Linked DNA regions of Rattus norvegicus: regions 2 and 3 are each linked to region 1. A link is a contact called in public Hi-C data. All regions are on one chromosome and are shown on one strand. The core of a region is the stretch at or near the end of the contact, and the rest is flanking DNA. Distances in the headings are between cores, read along the strand shown.

Region 1 (2,700 bases), core at 3-2,502:
GGAGGGGCGTTACTTGTTTATTGGAACAGCGCAGTTAAAAAAAAAAAAATCAACCTAGGCTAACAGTTTCAAGGCTCCCCTAAAGATGTATCCAAACAGGCAGCCAATCAGCGCTTACACAGCTTTTTCTGCTTGACTCTTTTAAAGAGACAGTACCGACTATGTTTTATCACATTTAAAGAGAACCGCGCTCTAAAAACAGTATGAAAATGGGGGAGCCATTTCTTATCTCACCAGTTTTTGATTTGGAATCTCCAGGGAGAGAACACTGCAGGTTTTTGGGGTCGTCGAGTGGACAGAAAGGAGTCGTGAGCAAAAAGCTTGGTCACTCTGCCAACCCCCCATTTCCCATTGTACACCTGGGTCATTGACAATGGAAGCTTCCCCTCCCCCCACGCCCGACTCTGGTCCCCCTACTCTCCAATTTAGCTCCATTTATTTGAAGTTTGAGATTTCTGCGGCGCGCACTCCGAGTCGCGAGGCGTCCAGGTGACGTCCCTCATCCAAGCGGAACCCTTTCCCGTGGAAAGGCGAGGGGCTAAACTTGCCAGGGTTAGCAAACCTCAGAAATTTGAGAGAAATCACTCTCTTTCCTTCTACTCCAAGACTCCTTTCCCTTCCTACAGATTGCCTGGGGCACGCCAAGGGCCATTTTCGCGCGGCTCCACTTTGGGGTTTCCCAAAGTATTTTAACGATCTAGTAAAGAAGCAGCCGCGCGCTTTGGCGCCAGCTACGGCTGCCCAGCTCCGCGTGCAGCCCTGGCCGGGGCTCCGAAGGCAGGGCTGGGCGCAGGCAGCCCGGGGTGGGGCAGGGAGCAGGGCCGGCTGGGGTCCTGGCCCGCAGAGGGAAGATCAGCGCGGGGAGGCGGGGGCGCTGGGGGCCAGGACGACGCGGAAAGGGGCGCGCCGGGCCAGCCGGGATCCGCGCCTCTCTCCGCGCCTGCTGTCGCAGCGCCCAGTCCCCGCCGCGCCGGCCGGGTGCTCCAGTTCAGGCCCCAGCCCTTCGCGTCGCCGCCCCACCCCAGCGCCAGGGCTCGCCCCCCGCTCCCCCGGCCGGGGCACGAGCGGGCAGCGGCTCGCGGAGGAGGCGCAGCGGGACTGGCGCGGCCGCGCTGACAGGCGTCCCTCCCGGCCTCCGGGCCCGCCCCCGCGCGCCGATTGGCCGCCGCGGCCGTCCGTCGCGGGGCGTGGACGCCCGCCGCGCTCCTGCCGGGGCAGCCACGTTCGGTTGAGCTCCAAGTAGACCAGCGGCGGCGGCGGCAGAGGCAGCGGTGCTGAAGGCGCAGAGGGCGGCGCAGGCGGAGCCGGGTGGCGGGCGCGCGGGCCGCGAGCAAGCGAGCTGCAGGCTTCGGGCGGGCGGCGGCGCAGCTCAGGCCGAGCCGGCGCGGGAGGAGTTCCAGGGCGATGGGGCCGCGGCCGGGGCTGACGCTTTGACAGCTGGAAAGAGCGCGGAGCCAGCGCCGGGGAGGGAGGGAGCGCGGCGAGCGGAGTGCGAGCGAGCGGGCGAGCGCCGGGAGGGGGCCGGGAGCAGGGCAGCTCGGGAGACCGGACGGTAGCGGCGGCGGCGGCGGGCTCGGCGCCCTCTTCTCTGCAAGCCATGTTTGCCAAAGGCAAAGGCTCGGCGGTGCCCTCGGACGGGCAGGCTCGGGAAAAGTAAGCCTCTCGCGAGTGGGGCCGCGCCGCGGGCGGCGGGAGGCAGGTGGGCGCGGGGGTCGCGCTGCCTTGTGCCCCTGGGGCCCGGGTCTCTGCCCCGCGACGGCGGCGACGGCGGCGTGGAGAGCCCATTGTTGGGCGCCGGCGGAGGCTGGGGCACCCTGAAGGGGCAGCAGGGCAGCGGTGGGCGAGGGTAGTTGGTAGGCGCGCTGGCTGAGCGGGCGCGGGGGCCCGCGACAAGGGTGGGCGAGGTCCCACTGTGAGCCGGTGCGCTCGGCCCGCGGGTCGCGGGGGCCTTACTTTGCCCACCGAGTGCGGGCAGGGGGCGCGTGGCTTTCTGCAGCCCCGAAGGCTCCTTTTGTCCGCCCGCGGCGTGAGGAGTGCGTGCCGGGGGCTTTGTTCGCCCGGGAGCGCTCTTCCTACCCAGCCAGCGGCCTCATCGTCAGCCCGGTGCGCTCCGGGGCGCCCTGGCTGGGCTGGGCTGGCGGCGCCGGCCTGGCCCCAGGCTTGGGGGACAGTTGTTTGAGGGGGAGATGCTGAGGGCGGCGCTTTGCTGCCCTCTCCAGAGCGCGCCAAGTACCCGAACTGGGACCGAGTCCGTCCGGACCCCGAACCTAGGCTAAAGCAGCGAGCTGAAGTGATCTGGGAAAAGGAGGGTGGCTCAGGGCTCTTGTAGCGGCTTTCGAGTTTGTGAGACCTAGGTGGGTTTAGTCCCAGTGCCACTTGGAAGTTCAAGTTTGGGGACCTTTCTCCAGCTCCCGCGGCTTGGTGGCAGCTTGTCTCTGGTACCCACCCACTAGCAGTTCTGACTCGGATCCTGTCTGGGGTAATAGGTACTTACGTCTTGTCATGGCCACAATGGGATGGCACAGACCGGGCTCACAGTTACTGGCAAGGTCCAGAGCAAGCCTTAGTGTGATCTGACCCTTCCCTCTCTCTCTCTGCCTCTGCTCTTTCCAGGTTAGCTTTATATGTCTACGAATATTTACTGCACGTAGGAGCACAGAAATCTGCACAGACCTTCTTATCAGAGGTGAGTGGGACTCC
Region 2 (2,700 bases), core at 47-2,546, 260 kb after region 1:
CCCCAGCTCCGAAAAAAAAGAACCAAAAAAAAAAAAAAATGTGCATCTAGGAAGCCCTTGGATGCCTGAAGCTCTAAGCAACAGACCAATAAGAAGCTCTTAAAAGACAGGGAGGGCTGGTGCAGACCTCTGCACAGTACTCAGGAGATGGTGAGAAGAGAATCAGGAGCTCACGGTCATTGTAGCCAGGCTGACTGGAAGAGCACCTACCTAATCAAACCAAACCAAACCAAACCAAACCAAACCAAACCAAACCAAACCCACTCTGAGCCAGAGCCAGTCCCACAAGCTGGCCCCTGGATTGCTGACCGGCAGAGGAACTATGAGAAACAATGCTTTCTTAAGCAGCGGATTTTAGGGAAATTTTATATAGTAATAGACAACTAATCCATTGCCAGAACCAACCAGTTTTGAATTGCTTACAAAAAGCCTTCTCCATCTGGTCCAGACTGTCTCTCGGCTGCCTTTCTTGCCATACTCTCTGGCATATTACGTTTTAAATACACCTAACAACTCGGGGCTTTTGGAACGGGACTGTGTTCTCTCTCCCACCTCCACCCTCACGCAGCTCCCACGATGCATCTCTGCCTGACACATCCCTCAACACTTTCTTTCCTACTTCCATACACTTGGCTAGCCGCGCCCCATCCTCAGAGCACTGTACTAAGCTACAGAACAAAGTCTATAAACTGCCTATATCTCCATCAGACTTAAAGCTCCAAAAAGAAGGGAGCAGTTGCTGTCTCCGTTATCCCCCATAGCTCCCAGCACACAGAGGACACTCTGTGATATCTGGTGCTTACATCCCTCGAGGTAGGGAGGCAGGAAGGCTAAAAGTTGAAGCATAAACATTCTCAGGAAATGATCCAAGTAAGATTTTCATCTGATACAACTGTAGAGGAACCACGAACCCTCTGCATCCCATGGGATTTCAGTTTAAGGAAGGCTCGGGTAAGGTCAGGGTTCAACAGCTGGATGGGTTCCAATTCCTGCTAAGTCAAACCTCATGGTAGTTCCATTCCGGCCCCTGGCTGTAATCTCTGGATACCTGACACACCCATTCTTGAAAATACTCACTACACTCATCTGTCAAACAGAAATGGTTTTTAAAATTATCACCTGCTGCATCTTTAAGACAGTCTTAGCTTATCATGTTGAGATTTAGGATCTGATCACGTATGGTATCTGTGGTATGTGTCTAAACAGGAACACATACGCACATACATGCATCAATAAGCAGGTCCTAAAATATTAAACACTAGTACCCTCTACCGGTGGAAAGCCCTTACAGGCTCATGTGAATGGTCGTACTGCCCTCTAGTGACCACAACCTATAAAGACAGCAAACCCGGCAGCAGATGGGAGCATCTCCTTGGCTATAATGATAGGGTTTTATATTCTTTAAGCATCTAATTTCCTCAGATTCTGGTTTATATTACAGGGGTGCAACTCTAAGACTCTTGGGGGCTCCCTGGGGACTCCGTAAAGCTCTTCCCAGCTGTTAGTGACAGTGTGAGGCTGCTCTCTCCTGCTTCTCAGGAACAGGAGGTCAAGGGGAGGCAGAGGAGGCGATGGCAGCACTAGTGAGGGCAGAGGCAGCAGCTGTGCAGGCCCGCCCTGAGCTCCCCGGGGAGCCGAGAGCAGCTTGAGGAACACATGTTGTTCTTCCCTTGCATATTATCCACAGTTGTGTGCTGTGCTAAAACGGCAATTCAACTCGGTCCCTCACTCACCTCTGAAATATCTCCAAAGCCATAATAAGTGACACGGTGGCAAGTGTTGCTATCGTTTTTGTTTTATAAACCAAGTTCGCCAGTTACTGCCACTGGTGACAGATTAAGCTGAATTTCTTTCAAGATTTAACTGAATCACCACCTCCTCTATGGGGCCTTCCCGAAGTCCCCAGACTGCAGCCACTGCTCCGTCCTTTCTGATCGCATACAGACGCTCCAGATTGAGCGGACAGTGTCAGATGTGCTCATTCATAGCTACGGTAGAGTACTGCTCCTGTCTGTGTACACCATCACCTCTCTACCAAACCCTCAGATCCTCAAGGTCACAACCAAGTCTTAATCAGTTTGCACAGTCAGCATCAGGCACACTCAAAATGTCACCTGTAGGTGCTCTATACGGTAAGCACAGATATTGGACACATGCTTTTAAAACTTTATATAATAACTGTTATTATAAGCTAGCACCTCTGATAACTCTAATGAAAAGGTAGAGGGGGTATAGCAAGGTGGCTCAGTGGGTAAGGGTGCTTGCCAACAAACCAGACAACTTGAGTTTGATCCCAGGACTCACATGTTGGAGGGAAAGAGCAAACATCCGCTAACCCGTCCTCTGACCTCCATATGTACACTGCGTCAAACACACACCCAAGCCCATTCCCAGCACAGTAAAATGAAGGCAAAAAATTTAAAAGATTGAGGACTGTGCTTTGTGTGTTTTCATTTCATTTTTTAAAAATTTTTACTGTATGTTACTATACTTTACTATACATTACTATTTTACTATGTATTGCTATAGTTTACTATATATTATTATTTTTCACAATAAATTCCTAGCCTGAGGCTAGAAGTGTTCTACACAGCAGTCCCTCCAGCGACAGTGTGGAAAGCACCGATGGGTCAGGTAACTCATGGCGTACAGGAAGAAGGGAGACACCAGGAAGTGCTTCCCAGGGCCCAGGACCATACC
Region 3 (2,700 bases), core at 74-2,573, 290 kb before region 1:
GCAGCCTTGGGAGACAGGCAGTTGGTGTCCCAGGACAGATGACTTTGAAGCTGACCCATGAAAGTCACTTTGGGTCTGCTTCATCATTTTGAGGGTTCCAGAGGTGCTCTGCCTCCACACCCTATGCTCTGTTTCTCCTCACAGCTTCATCCTCTTCAATTCTTACCATTATCCTTCCCACCTCTAAGTAGACAGATAGATGCTACACCACATGGTGGATACTTCATACACTCTTCCATATACGTTTAACTATATATAGGGCTATTAGCCAGACCACCACACGACCTCAGCTCCTAGAACCATGTGTGGCACTTAGTAGGTCATTCATATGCAATTGTATTACAAAATAGGACATAAAAAATACGACAGTTGGGCATAATGGTGCACACCTTTAATTCTAGCACTTGGGAGGCAGAGACAGGTGGATCTCTATGACTTTGAGGCCAGCCTGGTCTACAGAGTGGGTTTCAACACAGCTAGGGTTATGTAGAAAGACTGTCTCGAAAGAAGAGAAAGAGAGAGAGAGAGAGAGAGAGAGAGAGAGAGAGAGAGAGGGAGGGAGGGAGGGAGGGAGGGAGGGAGAGAGAGAGAGAGAGAGAGAGAGAGAGAGAGAGGACATCTGGGCTGCTGCAAACTTACTCAGAACTTTTTAGCTAAGTTTCATGGGATGGACAGACCGTGTGGCCTCTCTGAATACTTTACATTGGATGGTTTGGAAATAGTTTGCAAGAACTTACTACAGAAATGGAACAGAAAACAAAAGAACTTGGAGACTTTAATCCCACCCAGTTCATAGAGAGCAACGGTGTGAGTTCAATGCCAGCCAGGACTACATAGGAAAAGGGGAAAAGGGGGAGAGGAGGAGGAGGAGGAGGAGGAGGAGGAGGAGGAGGAGGAGGAGGAGGAGGAGGAGGAGGAGGAGGAGGAGGAGGAGGACGACGACGACTACGACGACTACGACGACTACGACGACGACGACGACGACGACGACAATGAAGGAGGAGGAAGGAGAATAGAGGAGGAAGGAGGAGGAGGAGGAAGGAGGAGGAGGAAGAAGAAAGAGAGGAAGTGAGCAGTGGGGGATGGGCGAACCAGCCCTCTTCCCTTCCTCCCCCTGCTCCAGCCCTCTGGGTTAGCCTTCCTTGTGGAGGCAGATGCGCTGGTAGGGCCCATGGGAACTCCCTTGGATCCTGGGTGCCAGGCCAGGTAGCAGTTGGGCCCCACCTGTGGCTCTGCACCCCAAAGGGCGCCCCTTTGAACCACTTGCGGATGGTAGACATTCTGTTGTGCAGGGGGCGCCGTGGGTGCGAGGTCTCACTGAGCCTAGCCTCCAGCCTGCCCCCACCCCCGCGCAACAACCCCTTGACACTGCGCGCTGCCAAGGCAACCCGCAACCAGGGCGTTATGATTCAGCAAGTACAGACCTGCTTCGTGCCACGTGGGAGCTTTCCAGCGTGCTGGCTACCCCCTGACGTTTTCATTCATTTTATATTCCCAATGCTGCCTTGCCTGAGACCCTTTCGGGGCTCCTGCAGACCTTAGGATCCCCCTGAGGTTTAATAAGAGTGTTCTTGTCACTTGCTGAGAATCTGTTTATTTCTGCTTATACCAGGGAGAGCCCAGGCTCAGAAATTGCTTTCATGTTCATCTTGTGCTGAGGGAAATGGAGGGGAGAGCAGACTTGGGAATTCTGGTCCTTTTCTACTAGATGGAACGGGGGTGGGGGAGTGCGGGGGAGAATGAGGAAGGTGGAACGTGGAGGACAAGTGGAGAGATAGGTGAAGGGACTCAGGGACATCTGAGGGGATGCAGTGGCATCAGAACCTCAGCCATCCACTCCGAGCAGACACTGAAGAAAATCTGCAACCCAAATGTGGTCCCCGTCCTCTGAGCATAGTGGGGAAAGCGACTCTGACAACCATCTCAGCCAGGCTAGCGATGGTGTATGGGGTGGGACCCAGCCTGTGGACAGGCAGAATCCCAAATGAAGCACTTGCTAGATGAAGAAAGAGGGAAGGGTGTGCCCCAACCTGGCATGACCAGCTCTCCCTCCTCCTCCTCCCTTCCCTACAGATAGCATCCTCTGACTGTGCTGATGTCTCCTTCACTACCTCGGAGCCCTCCAAGGGCTTCAGCAGAGATGAACAGAACAGACATCTCAATACACCCCACTGCTGTGACAAGATAACTGGAGGCCGATGGAAGATATATTAAGTCCTGCATCCAACCCGGGGCAGAGCACACCAGAGGCACAGCAGCCTCCTACAGCCAACCTCACCAAGGTTGGTATTTAAATGGAAGGCCAGGCTTCTGGCTCTAGGCCTGGTAGTCACATAGTCACAGCCGATAGAGCCCCCACAGCACACCACTGAGCTGGGGGTCAGAGGCATCGGCTGTGGCCTCCATCCCTCCCCAGCACCAGCGTCTTGAGAAAGTAGTTCCTCTCTGAGTCCCCGCATGCTTACCTGGAAAATGAAGCAATACAATACTCTTATCTCCAGGCTCCTGGGAGGATTAAACAGCCTACAGTAGACAGTTCCTGGCCCTTGGAAAGGGCCTCTCAGAGGCCCACAGAAAGAGCCTGTCTTGTTGGATCCTGACACAGTGCTTGCCATATAGCAAACCTGTAGCAAATGTTTGTTGGGTGATAAATGAGTGAATAAATGAATGTAGTAAGATTTGTCAGGAGCCCATAACTTT

Evidence for each region. Hi-C and Micro-C count contacts between places; a contact is called where the count stands out from the background.
Region 2: a contact with region 1 is called in a Hi-C map of prefrontal cortex, with 2.7 times the contacts expected there. The contact joins the enhancer-like site here to the promoter of Ssbp3 in region 1. A contact is called at or near these places in 8 of 12 Hi-C or Micro-C datasets (the A7r5 cell line, the Rat2 cell line, Schwann cells and 5 more) and 1 of 1 datasets of contacts at active chromatin or transcription factors (oligodendrocytes).
Region 3: a Hi-C map of the A7r5 cell line shows a contact between it and region 1, with 4 times the contacts expected there. The contact joins the promoter of Cimap2 here to the promoter of Ssbp3 in region 1. A contact is called at or near these places in 2 of 12 Hi-C or Micro-C datasets (the A7r5 cell line and Schwann cells).

Annotation. Positions count from the first base shown.
Region 1 is chr5:126,918,949-126,921,648 of GRCr8, forward strand. Ssbp3 (single stranded DNA binding protein 3) reads left to right here and starts at 1,253. Exons shown (of 17, transcript NM_053358.2): 1 at 1,253-1,653; 2 at 2,614-2,686. The coding sequence starts at 1,598.
Region 2 is chr5:127,176,700-127,179,399 of GRCr8, forward strand. Tceanc2 (transcription elongation factor A N-terminal and central domain containing 2) reads right to left here. Exons shown (of 5, transcript NM_001014260.2): 3 at 2,700. Among named protein-coding and RNA genes, the nearest start is that of Trnaa-agc38, 5.4 kb to the left of the region's middle. Within about 2 kb of position 1,297, at least 12 of the 93 cell types and tissues checked have an H3K27ac peak or open chromatin away from gene starts, as enhancers often do. A contact at or near this core is called in prefrontal cortex, where this site is marked.
Region 3 is chr5:126,629,369-126,632,068 of GRCr8, forward strand. Cimap2 (ciliary microtubule associated protein 2) reads right to left here and starts at 1,324. Exons shown (of 10, transcript NM_001109262.2): 1 at 1,225-1,324. The coding sequence starts at 1,280. It also overlaps a transcript of Ttc22 not described here.